Linked DNA regions of Mus musculus: all the other regions are linked to region 4. The links are chromatin contacts, called in public HiCAR-type and promoter capture Hi-C maps. All regions are on one chromosome and are shown on one strand. Each heading gives the region's core, a stretch centred on a gene start, on an enhancer-like site or on the middle of the called end of the contact. The rest is flanking DNA. Distances are from core to core; before and after follow the strand shown.

Region 1 (6,348 bases), core at 2,013-4,512, 2.3 Mb after region 4:
CCACTATGGCTTTGTTTTTTAGTAGATCTTTCTCTTGGGTATGCTGAAAAGACAGTAGAGCCTCAAAGCTATGCTCCATCAAAGAAAGACTCTAGGATCCCAACTTGCCTTTCATCCATCTAAAAGCCTTTGTGTGGAGTCTACTATTCAGTTGGCATCTGCTTCGTTCCCAGTAATATCAGAAGTCCTCAGAGCAAGCACATCACGGCAGTGATGCTTGGGGTATCTTACAGTACACTGCATTAAGCCTCAGGAAAACTCATTCATTTGTCAATCAGTAGACAACTTGGGATCCACACTCACAGGTCAGGTTTATAATCTGTGCTTTCCACTCTGTCCCTGCCCACCCACCTCCCTAGATAACTGATCTTAGCTATTCCTGTTAAAACAAATAGCAGTTTAAGAGTTTAACCTCACCAGACTTTCTTTTCCATATTTATGTTGGATTCTGGGTTAATTAAAAGTTAATATCACATCAACAAATAGTACCTTTCTTATTTTTCTTTTCGTTGATAATTAACTTAGTCATGGACATTATATTTTCCCTAAAAACAAGACAAATAATATGACACAGAGAACAGTACATAAATTGTTGGAAAAATCAAATTCCCCTCAAATGTTGTAGAAATCATTGCTTGAATATAATATAAGTAACTAGTTGGAAAGCTTGTATGGCTATAGCCCAAATGTTTGTATATAGTCTCTTACACAGATTATGTCTGATAAACCCATTTTTTATTAAGTCACTTATAGGCTCTCTAGTTGAGGTCTTTTTTTTATAAAATTATATTTTTAAAACAAATAGTTTAAAAAGATTTGACTATAGATTTGGTAAAACATTACCACTTCATAAAACTCATATGGGAGAAAGAATTGAATTTTTTTTAAATAATGACAAAATGGAAGCTATATGTTCATATATATACATTAGTAAATATTTTTGATAAAGATGGAAAACCAATCAAAAAATAACAGCCAGCAATGAGGCTTTTAAGACTAGTCCCTCATTTAGTGGAAATGACAAAATGAGACGTTAAGTCATTTACTTGCTTATTTGTCTGTCTGTCTGCACAGTGCAGCGCAGCGCAGGAGACCAAACCCAAGGCATCAAACATGCTGGGCCAATGCTCTGTCACTGAACGACATGTCCTGTCCCTAGCTCTATGATAGCATTCCACAAAAACATCTAGATTTTGTTCCCTCTGCTATGACCTCTGTGCCCTACCCTGCTTCCCACCCTCTCTGCTCCTTACACAGATGTCCATGTTTCCTTTTGACATCTCTTCTACTCACCCCTCTTGACCTTCAGATTCCTTTCTCTAAAGCCACTGTGCAGGAAGAAGGTTCTAATAGCCAGCTACATCAACAGCCAAAAGTAGGAAAAGAGGAAGTTTACTGCAGATACTATATTAGGTGTTGTGTCCATCAAAGATATTGAATCAAGATGGTGTGTGTGTGTGTGTGTGTGTGTGTGTGTGTGTGTGTGTGTGTGAACATCTGTGCATCTTGTTCTAGGATTTGAATCCAGATCCTCATGATGTCAGGCATTCACCCTACAAACCAAACTATACCCCAGCCTTCTAATAAATCCTTAAATTTCCAAACAGCGTCTGGTCTGTGGTTCCCTTCCAGAGCTCAGGCTGTTGTAAGCACTTGAGGAAGGCCATACACTGATGCTCTTGAGGGTCAGACTGTCACCTGCCATCCATTGCTGGTGCCCCTCCCCCTGTATCTGTTTAGGCTCAGTTTGTGCACGAAAGTGACAGCAACAAGGAGGAAAGGGACCATAGGGGAAAGCAGCCCATCTTCTCCCCACGAGCATAATCCCTCTGGAAGGCGGTCAAGTGCTTACAAGAGTCGTTGGGGATGGGGACTTGGAAGGAGCCAACTTCAAAACAGATCAAAAGTGAGACTTTGGCTGTGGGGTAGCCTGCAGGACAGAACACAGAGGGAAGAGGAGTCCTCTTGTTTCCTGCGGAGAATAGCAACAGCAGCGTGCTTGGCCCTGGCCCTGCACTGTGAGACGTTCCCCAGCCCCTGGTATGCATAAAACATGGTATCCGTTCAAAACTCTAGTAATGTATCTATCAACTCTTCTGATACTTCTACAGAGGAACAAAGGTTAACTGAAGTAATTCCAAAAACTGCTAAGATATTAAAAGATATCAGGAACTAAACGCTAGTTACTTTTGCCAGCCACTTAAGACTGAGTGAGAAGCAGCCACCTCCCTGCTCACCCGGCAGCGACTGTCAGTTGTGACCCCATTGACAGTGTCAGCCAAGCTCGGGCTCTGGACACATCTAAAGCAAACATGCACGGGATAGCTTTCCTTCTTGCATGTGGAACAACTCACCCCTGAGCTACTGAGCGCTTAGGCAAAGCATCCTGAATGAGAAGCTCACCTCTGAAAGGCACCTAAGGCAGCGACGACCCACCCACGACGTGCCCAGGATGTCCACCCTCCGCCAAAGCAAATGCTGCAATCGTTTCACTGAACTTGCTCAGTGGAGACCTCACAAAATGCGTAGATGTGTCTGGCTGTCTAACTAGCTGTCTGGCTGGTTCTATACAGATCCAAGTAGGAAATTTCCTAGCAAGAAAATGACCACGGACTTGATCCATTATCGAGTCTTAGTCCATGCGTTTACCCTCCAGGGGCTATGACGTTCTGTGACACAAGAAAGACAATGCTGGGGACCCCTGCGCAGATAAGATTGTTTTTAGACACTGTAACCAACGCGGAGCAAACAAGCAAACAATAAATAAATAAATAAATAAATAAATAAATAAATAAATAAATATACCTTGGCTTTGGCTCCAGGGCTTAGTCCCCCTACTGGTGCACTTGAGCTACCAACAGCCTGCCCACCGTCTGAAGATGTAAATTTCTCCTAAAGAGCAAAGAGTAACAAATTTAGTAGAGAAAAAGCTGCTGCGTGAATTGTAAAGGGGAATGGCTAACAAAGTCTCTCTCTATATATATATCAGTGACATCTTTCCCTGTTTCCAGCCGGTTTCGGCTCCAGCCGGCAGGATTGTGTAAGTCAAACTTTGGAAACCTGATCCCACCTTCTCGCCAGCAAGTCCCCTGAATCCTAGAAATAGCGAATGCCTTTACTGACGGAATACTAGATCAAAATCAACAGCTTACAGCCAGTGACTCCTCAGAGTGGTTGGGGATCTCTCTGTAGCAAGCCGAGGAGCTCACGCACTCCATGGGACGACAAGTTTTCCTCCCGGGTCAGCAGCCGGCGAGTGGATTATTTTTAGGGTGGTGGGAGGCCAGCTGCTGCCTCCTATCGCGTTTCTCCTCCGCTGCGCTGCGCTGTGGCCTGGGGCGGACACTGCCGCGCCCTGGCAGGAAACTGCAGGCACCCCAGACGCCTGAGGCGGGGACCCTCCCCATCCAGGACCCTCTTCACCCCCACCCTCCTTGCCCGGATCATCCCTACCTGGGACCCTCCATCACTCCGGCCATTCCCATTCAGGACCACCCTCCCCCAGACCCTCCACACCACTCCCCACTCCTCCGGAGCTGCTCCTACGGGTGAGCGCAGTGAAGATGTGCCAAACTCACGCCATATGTGGATCCCCCAAGACTCCACCAGAAAGCGGAACTTGCAAAAACCGACCCCCAGACCCTCAAAGAGGAGGCTTATCAGATATGAAAACATGGAAAGTATCAGCTCTGCAGGCAGCCTTAGCTTTAGCCACCAAAAAATGATTTAAAAGTGCCATCCATTCGCCCAGCTTCGCCCCCAGCAGGACTGAGAACTGAATAGTTCATTCTAGGCAAAACAAACTGCCACCAGGCATGCTTGTCTCACTTGGATGGGCAGGCACAGGGCAGAATCTTTCAGTGACCCGGGGAATTTGCCTGCTGGTCCAGACTAATGGACCAATGGCACTTGTCTGAGCACTCCAAAATTTGAGTTTGATTTCAAGTTTCAGCATCAACAGTATTTTTTATTTGTTCATTTGTTTCATCGCTTTCACAAACAGATATAATTAACTCTTAAAATAACAAAACTTGCTTAAAACAATATCTATTGAAGGCAGACTGTGGTTGGTGTTCTTCTGAAATGCCATCATTTGGGGGAAAGATGCAGGGAGTTCAAAGCAAGAAGCAGACACATAGCAGGTTAGAAGCCAGCTACACACACACACACACACACACACACACACACACACACACACACACACACACACACACACCCGCTTTTGATATAGATATGCATGTATATGTGACACTCCACAATAACTTTTCCTCTGGTGGTAAGGGGTGAATTTTAAATTAAAAAAAAATTTTTTTTGAGGGGGTGAAGGTTAGACACCCTGGCTTGGACTCAAACTCGCAGTAATCCTCCTGGCTCAGCTTCTAGATTGTTACGATTACAGATATGAGCCATGATCACACTGGGTAATTTTTGGCCTCAGTAACTCTTGAATAAACTCTCGAGATTCCCAAGGGCCAGTTTTGAGTCCTTTGCAGTAATCAGTGTTCGTAGCAACCGTCCTGATCAGATAAAGGCTCGTCAGCCTGGCGGGCTGGTGCCTTCGAGGTTCCTCATGCTGTCCCTAAAGTTGAACTCAGCACCCCATGGCCTCCTGGCCTCCAGAAGTTGCTGCTCAGAAGCTGACCCCAGCACAGCATGCCCCAGAGGAGATGAGAATGGAGTCACTTTCTGGGAAGGTCCTTGCAGCCTTGGCCAGCTTCCAGAGCCAGAATGTACCACTTCCAGGGGCCTCCAAGGCCAGAAAGAGCTGGCACCTACGATGATCCTGGACTGATCTTACGGCCTCGGAATGGCATGTAACTGCACCCTATAGCAAGCTTTTGGGGCCAGGAAAAGAGAGTGTGGTTCGAGAACAGGGAAACTCAGAATTGTGTCCAGAATGTGGAAACACCAAGTCGGGCAGAGAATTGGGAACTAGGAGACAGATAATGCCAAATATACAGTTTGAATAGAAATACTCAAAAGGAAATTGCACTTAGAATTTTAAAAAATATACTACTATTAATGAGCCTGGACTCACAGCTCGGTGACTAAGAGTGCTTGCTGCTCTTGTAGAACCTATGTAGGGGTTCACAAGTGTCTGTAACTCCATTTCCAGGAGATCTGATACCCGTTTTTGACCTCTGAAGGTACCAGGTGCACATGTTGCACCACATACATATGTTCAGGCAAATACACGCAGAAAGATAAAAATAGATCTTGAAGAGAAATAAATTATCACTTAAAAGAATTATCACTAATCTCTTTCTAAGGTCATATCTCGTAGCTAGACATGTTCATTGTACAAAGAAGAGGTGAATAAGTAGGAGATGCCAAGACCCCCACCTAGAAGATTAAGTAAGCGTGTGTCAGACTGTAAAAAACACAAGTCGTGTGCTGGATGGATGAAAGAAGGACTTGGAAGAAAAGCCTGCCAGGCTCTGAGGTGTACCAGGAGAAAGCACAGAGAGGCTGATGGGCAGGGTGCTCAAACAAGCCTGGGACATAGGATAACACCAAAAGAGATGGATAGATAGATAGATACATACATACATACATACATACATACATAGGAGATGGTAGATGATTGATTGATAGATTGATAGATTAGATAGATAGGTGATTGATGATAGGTAGGAGATAGAGATAAATAGATAAATAGAGATAAATAGACAGATGGATAGGTAAGACATAGATGAGTGGCTGGATAAAGATAGATGATAGATAGATTTTATAGATAGTTGGTAAATGATGAATAGATAGACTCTCACTCTCTCTCTCTCTCTCTCTATATATATATATATATATATATATATATATATATATATATATATATATATATATATATATATGATGGATGGACAGACATATAGACAGAGAAATGGACAGATAGACAGGATGAAGAGGATAAGAGCAAGCAAGAGAGGCAAGGGAAACTAGCTGGACTTCTGGTTATCACTTCTGTTCACTATCTCAATGGCTGGACAATTCTACAAGGCCTCCTTTCTTGTTCTTCAGTGGAACAAATCATGGTTCATGTGTTCCAGACTCAATGTTAAGGCATCAGACGCTCAACCTCGGAATAAACACTCATGAGAGTCTTGATCTCAAACTATTTTTGCTATGCATGTTTTGATTATTGGCAACACAACATAATCTGTCTCTCTTACAATAATTTTTCTCCAGTGACACTTAAAACTTATCATAGAAATAATTTAAATTGTGGCATAATATTTCATTCTGTGACTTAAACACATCTCGTGATATTGAGCTTACAATTCTGAATTTTCCATAGTATCTTTTCCTAAATACAATTTTAATTAATTCTAGTAGGTAATTTATTTAAGATCC
Region 2 (6,253 bases), core at 1,387-3,886, 2.3 Mb before region 4:
CCCCCTTTCTAGTAAAAACAGCTACTTATTTATGTCTATTATTGTAAATTAGGTTTCTTTCTTTAAAAAAAATAATCTTTCATGTAAATGAAGCCATATGCTTTTGTGTTTGGTCTTCTTTTGTTTAGCATAATAATGAGTTTGAATCATGCCATCATGTGATCAGTAGCTTATTGCTTTTTCTTATGATATAGTCAGTAGAATGTAGTATGAATATACCACAATTAGCTTTTTTCATTCCCCTGCTCATGGATTGTTCTTGGATATCTTTCTTTGTGGCCATTCTTACTTCTTGGGTTAATATCTAGGAACAGTCTTTCTGGGATATAAATTTGTTTATATTTCTGAGAAACATAGAGACAGTTTTCCCAGCGGCATGGGATTCAGTAAGATATTCAATATCCTCTGCCACGTTGTGTTTAATTGTGACTGAATTGTACTGTCCCCCTGTTTAATGCATGTAAAGTTTCACTGAGAAAAGTGTTTCTCTCAAGCAAGTGGCCATAACAAGCAGGAAAGGTAGAAGGTAAAGCAGGTGTACATGCTAGAGAATGACCATCCCTCTGCATGCTTTATCTGCCACAAAAACACACACATGCACACACACATGTACACACACAGACACAGACACACACAGACACACACAGGCACACACAGACACACACAGGCACACACACACACACACACACACACACACACACACACACACACTGTTTTTCTAGTTACCAGAGGACTATTTGTCTTAAAGTTTGGAGGGAGTTTCTCTGAGAGATTTTTTCCCCCCTTAGGGTTAAAAGGGTGATAAGGAGAAAGGTTAAAAATTGGAATCCTTTTTACTCAAACTAAGACAAGCTAAACAATAATACTTATCCTTTTCAGTCATCTAAAGCACACCGAGGATGCAAGAGGAAGGGAAAAGCTGTGCTTGCACCCACAACGCTGGGGTATAGCCCCCCTTTAGCTTTAAACTTCATCATCAAACCAAGTATCTTGCATTCACTAAAGTGTTTGCTGAATTAAATCTATTACAAGCAAATGCTCATATTATACTAAAGACAGCAACAGATCTTTCTGCTATATGCACACGTAAAATCACATTTACCAGATGGTCAATAATTAGTAGGGCGTTACAGCAGAAACCCTTTATGTATTGATTAACTAGCCGATAGTTTGGACAAAGTTCAATGAGATCATTAGATGACTGAGATGCTCTTTGTAAAAGTGTGCCCTTGTTTTCCCACTGGCTTTCCGAAGATAAGAGTTAAGAATTTTTGTGCACCTTTCTGTGTAATCTTGCCTTCAGGATTTGTGCTGTCTTCCTTGGTGTAAATGAAGAGCTCTTTAAGTCCTTGCAGTACTAACCGCTCTCAAGGAAATTCAGAAAGCTCTGCTCCACTGCACTCAGTGTTCTGGTGTGGCCCCAGAGAGGAACTGAACAATGTTTTCAACTGAAATGAAAAGGTCGACCAAACACTCTTTTCAGATGTTCTACCAATCATGCCTTTAAAGAAACCATCTTCAGGACTGACTGACTTCAGCTTGGGTCAGCACATTGCTTCTTAATTCCTTTTAGTTTTTGGAAGGGATATAAAATAGAACTGTCTACTGAATCTTGAAAGTCAGAATCAGAGTGGGTCCTGGTGAGAAAAATCTTAGCCCTTGGGGGCTGAGGCAGGAATGGTCATAAGTTTGTGTACAGACTAGTGTGTACCACGCGTTCCAGACAGGGCTAAGTAACAAAATCCTCTCTAAAACGACAAATAAAACCAAACCAAAGAGGCACCCAGCTAAAACTCAGAAAATTAAGTGGTTCATACTGAAGAAGGAGGAGGAAGAAGACGAAGAGGAGGAAAATGAAGAAATAAAAAAGAGAATAATCGTGTAAAAGAAAGGAAGGAATAGAAAGAAAGGAAGAAAGAAAGAGAGAGAGAGAGGGAAGGAGGACAGGAGGGAGGAGGACAGAAGGGAGGGAGGGAGGGAGGGAGGGAAGAAAAGAAAAGAAAGGAAAAGAAAAGAAAAGAAAAGAAAAGAAAAGAAAAGGAAAGAAAAGAAAAGAAAAGAGAAAGACTGATTGATTCTCAGAGCAATGTGGGGCACAGGTGTAAACTGGTAAAGTTCCCGAGTGAAATGTTGCAGATGGGAACTTATCAACCTTAGAGCTCTCAGAGCTGGAGCTTGGCCATTACTGTGGGGCTCTGTGATGTGCAATAGCTTTGATGTTGCCCTAACGACCCTGCCCCCTTGCAACACTTTCCTAAGTCACTGTGAAACAAGTTAGTTGCCTAACAGACTCATAATTTCGCAGGTTTCACTTTGCACCCTGAAGGTATTCACAGCAATAGAGCCCCTCCCCCGAGATTTACATTTCCTTAAAACATTTTCTTTTTAGGTTTTCCAAATTCAACACTAAGGTCTTTTTGTTTCCAGCGACATAAAAGTTAGCAACCCCTTCCTTGCTTCCCTTCTTCCGGAGCCGGAACAGAACTGCCAAGATCCTTAGCAGAGAAAGACCCTCACCAGCCACAGCAGTTTCGGGGCGATTCAGGGGTGGGATTTGGCAAGCTCCGAAGGCGGGGCTTGGCACGGTCAGGAGGCGGGGTGATTAATAGAAAAATAGCCTGAAAAAGGGCGGTGCCAGCGCGGGTCCTGTTGGTGAAAAGTCCCAGAAGTGCACAGGCTCGGCAGGACAACTTGCAGCCCTTCTCCCTGGATTCAGGTGGGTGCTGCGCACGGCCACGGTGCTGCTCCCAGGCTAGGAGTGGGTGGGTGCAAGGGGCCGGTGGGTGGCAGGTGTAAGGCTAGAGAGTGGCTGTGCCTGTTTGAAAAGCCTTTGTTCCCTTTAGTTGTTTAAATGACCACCCCCCGCCCCCATTTTTGTGGCCCGCTCTAAATGAGAATTGTGCTTTTCTGTTCCTGCATTAAGTTTTCCTTTCTCAAACTCCAAGAAGAAACTTGGGAGCACGAGTCTTTTCATGTTTAAGAGATGGTTTTCTTATTTCTTATTTTCAAGCCCAAGTAGCATTCCCTTTGAAAGGGTCTCTTGATCTTGAGGGGAGGGGAAAAAAAATACATGCAAGTTGTAACAAGATGAGAAGTCACTGCGGTTTCAGCAACTTCTGTCCTTTCCCAGGGAGTAAAACCCTACAGTGTCCCGGGTGACTTGGACATGCAGGCCTTTCAACTTGTTGAAAAGTTGTTTGCTTTTCTAGATTCTCCTGTGGTAGGCAAGAGAAATCTCTACAAGTCTTTACACTGGTACTTTTGATATCATATGACTTACAGACTTAGCAGAGCAGCAGAGCGTGCTCTGTTGTGACTGTAGCCTGATGACCAAAGACCTGAGGGCGCAGCCCTTGGGCAGCTACTCCCCAGAGCCGCCCTCCCCTGTGGCCACTGTAGTCTGGCCCCACTGAGGCTGTAGGGAAGGTGCCTGGGACTCTGATCATGTGTGTATTTCTGTTCTTCCTCTGTTGCAGCCCTCTTTTCTGTCCTCACAACAAATGTGTTTGCTGCTTTCGATCCATTGAAAATTGAAGAGTCATGGCCTTGTGGCTGTGTGCCCAGATTTTCCAAGTTTCACAATACTGATGCAGATAGGGCAAACAGTTTTGAGAAGAAAAGAACTTTGCTTTTTCTTGGCTGAGGGCCCATGAGGAGAAAGAGGAGTATTTCTCAACTGCAGATAGCACTGGGGCAAAATATGACAACAGGAGTTACAGGAGAAGCTTCCAGGAAATGAGAAAACAGCACCCCACAATTCCTAGAATGGAATTGTGAGTCCAGGAACTATACAGGTCGGCGATGACAGGGCTCCAGAGACAGGCAGGTGGGGTCTCCAGTCTCCATTGTACCACCTGGCCTTATTTATACCCTACTCAAGCTTCTTTCCTTCAAAGTAGAAGAAAATGGTTTCTGTGTCGGAGTCTTTCATCCCAAGCTGTTTTCAGTCAACTGGTGGGCATCCCTTTGCTCTCTCCTGACAGGCATCCTGGGTAGGTGAAGAGACCCTTGTGTGATGGTGATTGTCCCGGGAGAGGGAGGGCCTAGGGCTTAGAGGGTGGACTAGCAGGCCAGGCACTGAGCTACAAACACTTTGGAAAACAGAACCCCACTGTTTTAGGATCTTGAGAGAAAGGTTTAGCCATCAGAACCTGAGACTTGACACTTGGCCACTTTTGTTATCCGCAGCTTCCGGCTGCGATGAGGTCATAGCAAACTGTAGGTAGTACCCTCTACTGCTGCATCTTCTACAGGCCTCAAGTTCTGGTCCCCTTAGGGTTGAGGGTAAGAGGCTCATCAGCCTTGGCAGGGTTGATGTTCTAGCTCCTGGGCTTGGAGTAGGGAGTCTAGACATTGAGCAACTCTGGAGTTTCTGAGTTCAGCATCGGAGTTTCTACCTTTGGCTCTTATTGTCTTTCTCACCTCTATTTTACCTCCTTTCTGCCCCAGTTGCCCCTAGCACCCCTCCGCTGTCCTTCCATGGCTTTTGTCCTGCTGCCTTGGGACTCAGTGTTCTTCCTTGGCTTCTCAGGCAGGTCGCTATGCTAGTGATGAACAGCACATGAAGTCAAGAAACTGGATGTGAGGATGTAGGCTTGGAACCCTAGCCCTTGAGAGGCTGGGGTAGGCATGCAGTGAGTTTGAGGCTAATCTGGGCTACATTGTGAGACTCGATCTCAAACGATCACATGTACACACTCAATATATAGACGATAAAAGGTTCTCAAGGGAAGGCTTTTGATGCTGCCATGCCAGGAAGCAGCGTAGAAGGTGCCTCTATGTTGGCTTACAGAGTAATCCAGAGAGAGTAGGTTGGCGCAGATCATAGCAGGCATTCATGAGTGAAGGGAAGGGCTGTGTTCTCACCCACCGTGGCACGGCCCCTCATACACGGGATAAGCTGCATTTGCACCAATCACAGCAGTCCACCACATGCAAAGAGAGAACTGCTCAGCAGCTAAGCTCCCAATTGGACTCCCCTCTCACTTGTGGAAAAGGTTTTGAGGTTTCCAGGATTCGCCCAGCTTGTGATGACTAAACATCTGGTGCAGCCATGGCTGGGACGAGGCCTTCAGGAGCCAGGGATGTGCATTGGAAGCAAGCAGCTGTGGTACTGTGTTGCCTACTTGAGGTGTCCATAAGGTACTCAGATGCTGGCGTGACAGTACTCCATCTGGGTGACTGACTGATGCTCTTGGGCATCAGTCATGTGCTGTGGGCAGCCTGGGAAGGGACTCAGATCACCCTGTCCACCCACACATTTGCTGACACACAAGAAAATAAATATCAGAAGGAGTGCTTACAGTAGGGGCTTACTTAAATTAATAATGATGTTAATAGTCTTTATCAGTGTTTCAATATGCTTAACCCCTTAATATCCCTTAAGGGAGAGGGGGGCCACTCACTTGTCTTACAGGGAGGTCTGGTATAACAAGCCTTTTGCAAACCTTTATCTGATTAGAACACTGCTACAGCAGGAGCACCTTTATCCAGCACTCACCCGGCACTAGCGATTATTAAAGTCCTTCATAGTCACTTAGTGCATAAAAAACAATATCCTCTGAGGTAGGACTGTCCAGTATCATTTTTTAGCGTGTGGTGGTATATACTGTAAGCTGAACTTCAGAGGTTGAGGCAGGAGGGTCAGGAGTACAGGGCCAGCAGGGGCTACATGCTGCATAGGAAAACTTGTTTTACAGGTATGGTAGCTCAGTTAATTTGTAAGTGGTCTGTTGAAATCTGCCTGGACTCCAGGCTGCTTCTAGAGTCTGTGTGAACTCTGTTCTTTCAGGGCACAGCCAACTCCACACCAAGGGAGTGGGCGAGATGCCAGTCGAGATAAGGATCCTGGAAGGGATAGATGATTACAGGAAAATCCATCCTTGTAAATATGTGTCCCATGTAACTTATGGTCAAATACCCTGTATTCCCAATTTTTCTCCTCCTCCTCCTTTTTCCTCTTCCTTTCCCTCCCTCCCTCCCTCCCTTCCTCCCTCCCTCCCTCCCTCCCTCCCTCCCTTCTCCCCCCGCCCATCTTCCTACCTACTTATCTACCTATCTTGGACACGTCCCTAACAGCAAGCTTTCAGTGAGTTTGTTTTTTTCATTACACAGCCTTGCCGTTGCCGTTATTCTGGTTTCAATTAGGCGTAGCAGGCTCACGGCAAGGAGAAAAGATCCAGAACGGTATTCCCTGCCTTTATGTGGTCAGGTCTGCCTATTTCTCCGTGGTCTTATCCTTACTCCCCATGAT
Region 3 (5,751 bases), core at 2,755-5,254, 2.0 Mb before region 4:
ACTTCTAACAAATGAAGTTTCTTTGATCAGACTAGTTATCCTTTTCTAGCAAGGTCCCACAAGGCATGAATCCCATTAATTAGGGTGTACAACAGACCCAGGCGCCTCTTAGTCATATACCTAGAAGACGAAGCAGGGTTTTGATTTACTAAAAACAGACAGGATTTCATGTCTGAAAGCATCTAAATGTTTGTTAAGGGTAACTATCCTAATTATCTAAGTTGTTTTTTTTTAAATACATCACTAAGCTAAAAGATTAAAAATTAATTCTTTTTGGTAGTAAGCTAAACACCATTATTTCCCATACTCATGATATTATTAAGTGTAGAGGGTCAGCTATCTTTATTCAAAATTCATTGTAACCAAGACAGCAGTTACCAACATTTGGCACAGAATTACTATCCTTGTCTTCACAAAGTGTTTTTGTTGTGTTGACATTTTAATTTAGCACTCAGAGGCCAATTAATAACTGAAACTCTTACATTCTGTTTGGCCTTGTGCATGAAAGGAGTCTGATATTTTTCTATACTATCCTCATATCTTCTTTTAGAGGCCATATCCCCCCTTTCTCTTGCAAATGGAATCTGTTCTATTCTATGCATTTAGGAAAAAAAAATGTAGGAAAACAACCACTTGGTAGTCACCACATTGCCAGGCACCTAAAAAGCAGAAAGCACTGAGCAGTCTCTGCTCTTGATCCAAAATAGGATGTCTGGGGAGAGTTATGTGTTCGTGGCTAAGAGACACTTCCCAAGTTGCTCATAGCCCATCAGCACCGGTAACTAGTTAGTCTTTAGATTGGCATGCAAATTGTTCTGAGGGAAATTCTTATTGCTTCTGAGACCCTGTCATTCTGAGTTATTTGACAGTTTAAGGGAAATCATAGTTGTTTTTTTTTTTTTATTTTATTTTAAAGACATAAATAATAGCCTGTGCAGTGTGCTGTGCAGAAATAAGTAGAACCATTTCATTTAAACTCTGGTGAGCTTTTAATTGCCTGGATTGCATTGTGAGAAGGCCTGCCGGTTGATTGCATCTATTATGTTCCCTTGTTCTGTGCCATTCATCCGCACAGTCTTAGCTTCAGTAGTTAACACAACAAAGTAACCACAACTCCACAACACATAGGAGCTTAAAAAATAACCAGAATAACGAAAGATGTGCAGTGCTCAGGCACTGTGGGCTTTTTTTTTAAAAAAAAAAAACATGTATGTATTATTTGGACTGATCACGCTGAATGAATGGAGAACATTCCTTCCCCTTTCAGAAGATTTACAGAGCACAATTTGGGAGCCGAGGAAGGGGGCTCCATCCAGAAGGGCTTTTGGAAGAGAGGATGCAAAAATTGGGTCCGCAGGTTTCGCAGCTGGGAGCAATGACATAGATTAAAAGAATTTGGCCAACACAGCCTTCCCACTGCCAAGAGTACCAAACAAAAGATTGTCTCTCCTCCTGCCCATCTTCCTCCCACTCACGCACCTCCCCCCAACCCCCTGTGCTCCCCCAACCCAGATTGCAAAACTGGATTGGGCCTAAAAGCTTGTTTCTCTCTGTTCACTGGCCCAGAGCACCCCTACAGGCTGCAGCCCCCTAAGGGGAAACAGTGTAAATATATGTCCCCAAATCTCTGGTACCGGAGCTGCTTAACTCTGTTCTGCCCCTTCAACTCCCAACCCCCTCCGCGTCCTTCCACCACCCTCCCCTTTTTGAGCAATGGAGCTGGAAACCAATTTGATTCCCTTTTTCTCCAATGCAGCTGCAAGGCTCAGAGATACTGACATTTCCCCACTCTTATCAGTTTAATTACAGTTACCATGGCAGCAAAGTGCTAGTGCTTGGCAAAGGCCAACAAGAGATTTGCAAGACTGGGTTCAATTTTGATGCAGCTCACATGCAAAATAAAAAAAAAAAAATAAGAAACATACATACACTCTAACAAAGAATCTCCTTGCGGAGTTTATGATCCAACCTTTTGTGGCTGTGTCTTTGCAGCCACGCAGGGGTGGTTTTGCAAAGAATGTACCAGGATTTTTGGCACCTAGCGAGATTAATTGGTCGAAAGCAGCAGTCTTTAAAAGCAGCAGCAACAATATTATTTCATATCTTCCTCAGGAGAAGAACGGGCAGTCTGTGGAGCTAGCCACGAGTGCCTAGCGGCCCGAGAAAGTGCCTCTGTGATAGAAGGTAACCTTACCAAAACTTTTCTCTTGTTTCTGCATGAGTTGACTGAGGCGTGCCTGAGTCGCTGCAGCTTCGCATGGAGCACCAAGCCCGGAGGCAGAGAGTAGAAAAGGGAATCACTCGGATCTGGGGCCCAAGCGTGGATCTGGTGAGCAGCATGCAGGGCCCAGGATCCACTATTGTGAAGCCACTTTGGGAGCTGGGGTCTAGTGGCTAGGGAGGCAGGCAGTGGGGGAAGGGACGAGGGAGCGTGTAAAATGATGGCGAATGACAAAGCCACATGCTTCCCTCACTCTGCCTGTAATCCTAAAATCCCAGCGGCCCCTTTTAGCTTCCTAGTAACAAATGGATTTGATTAAACCGTCACACGCAGTGTTAGCATAGCATATCGTGTTCGGTATGAAAAAGATCATAAATCTGACTTGTGTTTCATAACAGCAATCTGAGTAGCCCCGGTTAAAATGTGCTGAATCTCTCTCTCTCTCTCTCTCTCTCTCTCTCTCTCTCTCTCTCTCTCTCTCTCTCTCTCTCTCCCTGTTAAGATGCAGACACTTGGGTACAAGGAACCTATGTCCACTGAACACGACACAGTCACTTTTGCAACACACAGAAGCAGTGTTTTGATATTAAGGTTGCATTGGGAGAAGCAGGGGTGTAGACAAAAACAAGGTTGTAATTTCAACTCTTTCTTGGGGGTGGCAGGCATACATTTCATCAAGCAGGTGTAGAAAGGTCTGGGAAAATACCCAAGACTGATATCACTTCCCTTAGCCTGGTAGCAACACCCCGCCCCCAACCTTTGCAAACTGTCCCAACCCCTCTTCCAGAGTCAGGGTGTGCGAATGTTGCAGCTCCCAATGAACTTTGTCTATTATGCACTAGACTCCTACTTGAGATGTTGCGTCGCGCTGCAGCCGCGCGCTCCACTCTCTTCCTCCGGCATCCACGTCTTCCGCCCCACATCTATTTCATGTCTCATCACAAAAATAATGATGCCTCCCATGATTTAAACAGAACCAAACAAACACAAAACCCTCTCTGCAGACCTGCAGCCCGGTGAAAGTTGCAGTGGTGGTGGGGATGGTTCGGGTGCAGCTTTACTTTATGCCTTCTTGGGAGAGGATGGGGAAGAAGAAGAAAAAAAAGCCACCCAACATCCGCACACGCACGCGCGCACCAGCAGACATACACAGCACAAATAAGCCGACGCGTGAGTACACAACCCCTGACTTACCTTCTCAATTAAGCGATACAGGGGAGGGTGTTCAATGAGCCCAGCGGCTGCTTGGTAGCGCTTCTCCTTGGGAAAGGTCAAAAAGAAACATTGTTTGAAAAAAAAAAAGGAAAAAAAAAAACCGGGGGGTAGAATCTCTCTCTATATATTTTTTTAAGTTTAAAATAATGAGGTCCTCCAGGATCCGCCAAGTACCAGTGTGGACCGCATGCGAGCCACAGGTGTCCTTCTTTTAGGCAACTGCAGTCCGGGGGATGTCTCTCTTGGTCCTGGCTCCTGACAACTTACCCCAGCAGTGTGCGAGGAGCCCGAGCTGAAGGAAGCCCTGGCTCTCAGCCGCAAAATGCAATCCCTTCCCAGCCAGACATAATACAGCCCAAGAAAAGGTCACCCAGTTATTACAGCGCCTCGGAGCCCAGGCAGCGCCTGTCAGATCCACAGTGAAGGCAGCTCCCTTCCGATTTAAGAGTATTTACCTCTCGCCCCCACCCCTCCCTCTTCTCTCTCTTCCTTCTCTCCCTCCCTCTAGCTGGCTCCCTTGCTCGCTAGCTTGCTTGAGCTCTCTCTCTCTCTCTCTCTCTCTCTCTCTCTCTCTCTCTCTCTCTCTCTCTCTCTCTCTCTCTCTCGCTGTGTCTCTGCTGTCTGTTCCGCAGCTCAGTCAAGTACAGCCGCCCTCGGAAAGTGCAAAAGCAGCCACGAGACAGATCCAGGCTTTGTTGCTAATTTCCCAGGGTGAAAATTGACAAGCCTGGGAGTGCAGTCAGCACAACCCATTGCATATGCTACTGACAAACGCTGGGGACATCCCCTCCCACCCATGCCTATCACACAGAGAATGTGACCTCTGCAGGACTGGACTCTGGAAGGACCCTACCTCCAGGACTCGCCCACAAGAAGAACTGCAAAAGAGCTCCAAAGGAGAAGGGTAGGGCTTCCTAAAATAACGGGGGCATTTTGGAATAGGATGGGGACTATGAAAGCAAATTGCCCTCTAAATCTGTTACTGACAGTGCCAGTGGAGGAAGTTAAAATAAAAGCCAAGGAATCAAAGTGCTACCAGGGAACACTGGAAAACTGCACAGCCCTCCTTTTAGTAAATGTCTGGGGGTGTCTGCAGTTTCCAGGGCTATGAATTCTGTTTAGAAACTCTCTGAAGTCCCTGTGCAGAATGCCTTGTCATGTAAACTCAGGCCAGGCAGTGCCACACACCCTTTCCTCTCTCTCGAATGGCCCCAGGAGTCAGACTGTGAACTTGTACCCCATACCAGGTGCTGAACCCAAAGTGGCCACTGAAACACACTTACTACAGATAGGTGAATACTTGACTTTGAAACCTGCTTCAGTGTTAGTCCCCAGGAAGCTGAGCCAGACTTCCAGGACTAAGCCGGTCCCCTGGCCACTTGCCCACCTACACCCTGCCTTCATACACTTATTTTAAGGCCTGGGTACATCCTTTTATTTTTGCCTCTAAATTTTTCCCATTACTCTTAACCTCTTCCCTGCACTCCGATGCTCTATAGGTCACTGGTAGCTTTAAACCATCTCCTTTTTCTAAGTTTTTAAACTTCAGCTATCGCCCACTTTGGTGTCTCTATCAAGGTCCTCTCAGCATCTCTCACAAAGCCTTGTCAAAAGGTTAAGCTTAAAAATAGTGCCAGTTTGAATGACACTGGATGTGATGCTCTCAGTGCCAAGACAGGATCAATTGTTGAACTACCCACCCACCCCAAAAAAACACTACCCACAAAACACCCTTCAAACAATACAGAAAAACTTTGCTACTTCTGTAACATCAATTTTAATATCTATCTATCTATCTATCTATCTATCTATCTATCTATCCGATCTATCAAATTATATATATATATATATATACATATATATATATACACACACACACACACACACACACACACTAAAGCAGTCCCCCTTGAATATTTATGTTAAATTATGCTTCCCTATATCCAAAGTCCTGGCATAGCCGGTCTAATTTATTTTTTAATCCCAACCTTCAGAAGGCTCCTAAGAAAATAGTAGGTGGCTTGCTTTCTTCTCCCTTTCAAAGACAACAAAACTCAGAACTAACCTGAAAAATACCGAAATTCACAGACAGGAAGATTACTGAGAACCCCTTCAGCTGTTCAGTCTATAAGCAGACTTCTTAAGTTTTGGCTTTTCCTGGCCCTAGTACTCAGGCGTGCGCGCACGCACACACACACACACACACACACACACACACACACACACATCCACACAGCTCCCTGCTTGTCCTACCCCACCCTCCAGCCAGATCTACTCTGAAAACACTCTGGTGTGTGTGTATGTGTGTGTGTGTG
Region 4 (5,922 bases), core at 1,337-3,836:
GGATATGAGTTTAGGTGTGACTCAGTTCTGCAGAGGTTTAAGGTGATAAAAGGATACGTTATTGGGTAATAACTCCATTGAGGGGTTGAGGCATCAGGAAGAAAATTAAACTCTGACGAGCCCAAGGCCGACTCAAGGTTGGGGAGAGTCAGCAATAGGGAAGGCATGATCAAACAGACCCAATAAACAGTGTGTCCCTAAGGAATGGGCATTTCAAGGAGATTTTAAGAAAATAAAAATTTTTACCCATTAATGACGAGACATTATTTAGAGCATTCAACATTGTAATGTACGAAGCCACTTTCACTGGCTCTGGAGGTCATATGGGCTGTTATTTACCCCAATCAAAACCTGTCTTGCTTTGTATACACATCATTAACTCTTTTATTTGCTGTTTTCCCTAAACTCCAGGACATCGGGAATTATTCTTAAGAGTCTAGATTACACAGGGAGCAGTGGTGCACACCGTTAGATCCAGCATTCTGGAGGCAGAAGCAGGCAAATCTCCGATTTAGAGGCTAGCCTGGTCAACAGAGCAAGTTCCAGGACAGCCTGGGCTATACAGTGAGATCCTGTCTCAACAAACAAACAAACAAAACAAAACGAAACAACGAAACAAACGAAAAGATTCTAGATTACTATTTGAGTACTGCAAATGTTTTTCTTTTCTTCCTTCTCTCTCTCTCTCTTGTCTCTGTCTCTCTTTCTACCTCCCCAAACCCCAAGCATAGAATGTGCACTCTACAGTTGAACTACATCCATAGCCTTTGGTTGCGATTTTGAAAGATACATAAGTTAATCTATATTGACTTTTGAGATGTGCTTTCTGTGAACACATCTTGTAGTATCCAAAGATCCAGAGCTAAATAGAAGCCGAGCACAGCACACAGTCAACGTATAGACTTCTCGGTGGTATGCAAACATCCAAATCCCTCAGCAGGACTACCAAGCACTAGATTCATAAGCTATTGTGGCATTTGGGAGACTTTTAAGTTTGTAATGATAACAGAGAGTCAACAGCTCTTCTTATACTTGCTGTGCTGTGCCAGTGACCACTGATGCTAATGTGGGACATTTCCTGCCAGCTATTCATTGATTAAAAAAAAAAAAAAGTCATATTTTCCAGAGACTGGGTAGGAGATAAGATGTCAAAAAGTAATAAGGACTGAAATGAGGGAGCAGAATACAAACGAACCCAAAAGAGAAAACATTACAGCGATGGTATTTTTTTTTCCTCCTGTATATGCAGATGGACAGGAAAATTATAGCAGTAATTGCAGTCTCCGTTTCACCAGAGACGTATGGCCTTGGGGAATCAGGAGATAGGAGGAAAAGCCAATGAAAATGCACGCTCATCAGGAGCTTTGGCCAAGGGCATTCACCCTCCCTGTGCCTTGGTTTCCTTAAAGGTTGAAAAGCATCATTTACTTATTTCAGTTACTTGGGAAGATGAATGAGAGAATGCCTCAGAAGCATCCAAACTGGTCAGGGAAAAAAAAAAAAAAGGTGCTTCGAGAATGCCAAGTTGTACTGTTATTATTGAACTGTGTTTCCTCTGGGATGAGTCATTTGCTGCAAAGCCATGGAGACAATTCCAAGAGTGATGATGAAGGACCAGGGGCAGTAAGGAGCAAGCATAGCGCTCTTTACTGGTGCAAGGGAGGTCTTACTAGCAGTGAACCCTTCCTTTGTTCAAAGGACAAGGGGGCCGGGGGTGCCAAGGCATTAAAAATACTATACAGCAACGTATTCATTCGAGTAGACTCTTGGAAATCTATAGGCGATTTGAATTCAGACTTTGCCATTTTTCACCATAACCCTGGGCACAATCACCTTTGTTCCTTTACGTTTCTTTGCCCCTCTCAGTGAAACGGAGACAATCATAGTTCGAAGGGATTTAAATGTCCACCACCCCAAGGACTCCGTAAAGTTAAGTTGCCCTTGTAATAAATGAGAGAGATTGGGAGCCTAGAAATTCACGTTGATAATCAAGTGCATCTTTTTTAAGAAAGGAAAAGGCAAGTTTTTATTTTCTAAACTATTATATGGCTCAGAAGCTTAGAAAGGAAAAAAAAAAAACCACCAGTAACAAAAAGACCTTAAGTCTGAATCAGTCCCATTTCAGTGGTCCGAGCTCACTCGCGGACCCTCCTTTATTTGGCACGCCACACACCAGAAAAGCCTTTCCCAAAAGCAGTTTTCCATTTCAACGCCCGGCGTCTCCCAGAGAAGCCCCGGGCTAGGCAGGCAGTAGCTGATTCAAAACCTCACAGGTTCGGAGCCCAGCCCTCCGGGCGGGCGCCGGCGGGACCCGACCCCGGAACCTTCGCGCGGCGCGGGCGGGGCACGGGGGAGGGCTTTGGCGGGGGCGCGGCGCCGCTTCGCCCAGCCTCCGAGCGAGCGAGCGAGCGAGCGCAGCGCGGGCCGGCGGCCGGCCGCGGAGGATGCCGAGGGGCGGCGACGCAGGCCGGACTCAGCCGGGGCGGCGGGGAGGGCGCCGCCCGAGGGGGTAGGGCGGCCGCGGGGGCGCGCTCGGGCCGGGCCGCGCGCCCTGCGCTCCTTTCGCTCGCTCGCTCGCTCGCTCGCTCGCGCCCTCCTTCCTCAGCGGCGGCGGCAGCACAAGGCGGCGGCGGCGGCGGCCGGGGAGCAGACATGGCGGCCGACCTGAACCTGGAGTGGATCTGCTCGCTGCCGCGCTCCTGGACGTACGGGATCACTAGGGGCGGCCGCGTCTTCTTCATCAAGTGAGCGGGCGGGGGAGGCGCCGCCGGGCGGCTGGGGGGAGCGGTGGGAGCGAGCGGGCCGGGGGCCCCCGTGGGTCGCCCCTCGCGCCGCTCAGCGCCTGTCCCTTCTCTTCCCTGCAGCGAGGAGGCCAAGAGCACCACCTGGCTACACCCGGTCACCGGCGAGGCCGTGGTCACCGGGCACCGGCGGCAGAGCACAGGTAGGGCCGGCCGGGGCTGCGGCTCCGGGCCACCTGGCGGGGTTGGAGGGGCTCCGGGCTCCGCGCGACTGAGTCCCGGGGCGCCTATTCTTCTCCGCCTTTTCATCAGCGCTTGGAGACGGCGCCCTCTTCCTGGCGCCCTGGTCCCCATCCTTTCCCGGACGCCCCCCGAGGATGGGCGACGCCCCTCTACCCCGGATCGCCCCCGTCTCCGCCTCCAGCACCCTTTAGGAAGTCCTCACCCGCTCCCCTTTGCTCCCCGCATCCCAGCACCCCTGCGGTGAGACGGTCCCGCATCCTCGCCCTGCTCCCCAGAGAACTGCTTTCTGCCAAGCAGCTTCCTCCTCCACCACCTCCTACTTCTCCTAAGTGGGACTGTGGGTAGGTGACTGATGGAAGAGTTAGGGGTGCTGCGGTGCCCCCCCACCATGTGATCCAAACACCGGTGAGTCCCCTCCTGCTACCCGAGTAGCCGCTGGAGTTAGGACGCTGGAGCGGGCGCCGCAGCCAGTGATCCCGGCTCAAAAGTCCCCGGTAGCCGCAGCCAAGCTCCACGTACCACCAGCAGGCGGTGGGCGAGCCAGGGCGGTCCCGCGTGGGGGGCCTTCGGGCCCCAGTTCCACGAGGAAATGCATCTCGGGTTGCTTTGATAGCTTTCTTGAATGTTTAGCATGAGTTGAGCTGGAGGAGGGCTTGTGGTGGTTTCAGTGCTGGTCTGGCTTTCTTTTGTCATTCTTTGTTTACATTCACCCAACTTGTTTGCCTGAAACGTAACGTGAGTTCTCATACTGGCCCGCCTCTATTCCGGGTGACTGCAAAGGCTTGAGAACAGTTGGGTCGAAGGTGAGGCCCAGTTCTGTCTCTCCCTCTGGGTACTTTTCTCGCCAGCTCCGAGGTTCTGAGGATCTCCTATTAAAGTTGCCAGAAGGGTGAACAAACCTGCCTTTTCTGCTAAACGCTGGAGTTCAGTGAAGTGACTAATAATGTGTCCAAATTTGCACAAGTGTGGAGGAGGAAAGGGAAGGCTGCTGTAGCAGGCATGATGAGGTTACATTTTTAGGGCATTTCTGACTAATAAACCGTCATGTTTCCTAACTCTCTGCACTCTTTAGCTTCAGCCTGTTTACTGTACGCATTTGCAACTTTGATAGCCTCGTTACCCTTGTGGATATGGGCACGTTTATTTCATGGAAGACAATATAGGGTTAAAAGAATTTAGCCCAAATGTTTTATGGCATTATCTCAGGCCTATTTTGATTACGTATGACACGAATGTCTTCGAATTACCCTCACAGATTAAAAAATAGCAGTCACATGCCGGAAATATTTTATTCTATGATGTGATTTCGCATTTATCTATTTATTTATTCTTGTTTGATTTACTTTGCTTGGGCTCCCGTTCTGTGCACACATGTGTGCCTTTTCATTCTGGAGATGCTGTGATTAAATCCAAAGCTCTTGTCATCATAAGTGGCACATAAGTGGCCTGTGGCACATAAGTGGCACATAAAGATGCAGTCGCTCACTTGAAACCCCACCTCTCTTCAGGTCAAGTGTGTTGAAACTCGTGTGTAAGGATTCAGTCAGTTTTCCACTAATTGAAGGCTTGCGTTCCTTTCATGGTAGAAGAAACCTAAATGGATTCGAATTGAAAAATAGGGTTTTGAATAAACAAGATATACCTAAAAAGGCAAAATGCTGCCCATTTGGGGTTTGTGCAGTCAGTGATGGGTGTTTTACCAGGGCTCGAAGACTTTGCCTTTGGGATATCACAGCTGATCCTTTCCCACCCTGACCACTGTTAAAGGGAATAATTATGTTAGGTCATCTCAAATATTGCTGGAACTTTCCTGGTGGCTTTAAATTTGAATTGTCATCTTCCAAATTCCAAATAATGTTATATTGATTGACTAATGATCTTGCCAGCCAAGACTTTGGATCGACACATACTTAAATGAACATGGTGAAGACAGATAAGATGGGTTTAAGCTTATTTTGCAGTCTCACTGAAGTAATACTAATTGTAACATATGTTTTTTAGATTTGCCCACTGGCTGGGAAGAAGCATATACGTTCGAAGGTGCAAGATACTATATAAAGTGAGTGAATTTTGATTGCTTCCCTTGGTAATTCAAATGTTGTAATGAACCTGAAGTTGGATACTTCTGAGTCTATACACAATTCTATCTTAAAGTGTGTTGTACAGTGTTAATTGTATCCTTTATATGGTTATGAAATTTTGAGGGAGAGGGTAGCCTCATTCATTATCTTGTTATTTGCCTGGGTATTCATGGATCCACACATTGCAAATTAGGTCACTTTTCGCCATATTAGTTTGCTTGATGTTTCAGTATGTTTCTTTGGTGGGATATTGTAAAGTCTTCTGACTTTAGCTCTGCAGTACTTACAAGTTTTGTCTTTTGATTATCTGTGGTAAGAGAACTCCTGTATACACACACACAAAATATCAGTACTATGTGACTATTCCTCCTTCAGAGTGAGTCCAGCTTAGATGGCAGGTGGCAGCCTGAGTTGTTAATAAGTCGCAGGCCTGATGGAAAGCGGGCAGGGTCAGAGGAAAAGTGGAACCCAGGAAACTCAGGACACCACACACCTGTGATGGCGCTTGCTTGTTACTCTGCCTTAGAGTCTTTAAAATATCCCGACATTGTGTCTTACTAATACTTGCTTGGGTGAGGCTTTGAAGAGAGCTTGAGAGCAAAGATGGCTGACTAATCTGTGAAAACCAGTTCTGTGTGCTCCAGAGTTGGTTGTCATTCACCTTAGAGTTAGTAGTACTCCCCAGAAGGGTGCTCGTGCTAGAGGGGAGCATTGCCCAGGGAAGAGGTCATGCTACCCTGGGAAAATAAGTTGGCTTGTCTTTGTTTCAAGTTAAAAACTATGTGTAAAAGAGCTTTGCTTTTGTTCTTATATAAACATTTTTGGCTAATTTTAAGTGACCGAGTCTTGAAAGAGAA

What was found. Promoter capture Hi-C pulls out the DNA fragments that hold promoters and counts their contacts. HiCAR-type assays count read pairs that join an accessible place to other places.
Region 1: a promoter capture Hi-C map of pre-B cells shows a contact between it and region 4, with 7 times the contacts expected there. The contact joins the promoter of Abcc9 here to the promoter of Plekha5 in region 4. A contact is called at or near these places in 2 of 39 promoter capture datasets (3T3-L1-derived adipocytes and pre-B cells) and 1 of 9 other capture datasets (adipose tissue).
Region 2: a promoter capture Hi-C map of pre-B cells shows a contact between it and region 4, with 2.2 times the contacts expected there. The contact joins the promoter of Mgst1 here to the promoter of Plekha5 in region 4. A contact is called at or near these places in 2 of 39 promoter capture datasets (hippocampal neurons and pre-B cells).
Region 3: a HiCAR-type map of astrocytes shows a contact between it and region 4, with 2.3 times the contacts expected there. The contact joins the promoter of Lmo3 here to the promoter of Plekha5 in region 4. A contact is called at or near these places in 1 of 39 promoter capture datasets (hippocampal neurons) and 1 of 115 datasets of contacts at active chromatin or transcription factors (astrocytes).

The regions. Positions count from the first base shown.
Region 1 is chr6:142,699,012-142,705,359 of GRCm38.p6, forward strand. It overlaps Abcc9 (ATP-binding cassette, sub-family C (CFTR/MRP), member 9), which reads right to left and starts at 3,263. Exons shown (of 40, transcript NM_011511.2): 1 at 3,153-3,263; 2 at 2,806-2,892.
Region 2 is chr6:138,137,891-138,144,143 of GRCm38.p6, forward strand. Mgst1 (microsomal glutathione S-transferase 1) reads left to right here and starts at 2,637. Exons shown (of 4, transcript NM_019946.5): 1 at 2,637-2,716.
Region 3 is chr6:138,419,026-138,424,776 of GRCm38.p6, forward strand. It overlaps Lmo3 (LIM domain only 3), which reads right to left and starts at 4,005. Exons shown (of 4, transcript NM_001356306.1): 1 at 3,416-4,005. It overlaps A830011K09Rik (RIKEN cDNA A830011K09 gene), which reads left to right and starts at 4,080. Exons shown (of 4, transcript NR_126073.1): 1 at 4,080-4,340.
Region 4 is chr6:140,421,513-140,427,434 of GRCm38.p6, forward strand. Plekha5 (pleckstrin homology domain containing, family A member 5) reads left to right here and starts at 2,587. Exons shown (of 31, transcript NM_144920.3): 1 at 2,587-2,744; 2 at 2,865-2,944; 3 at 4,986-5,043. The coding sequence starts at 2,653.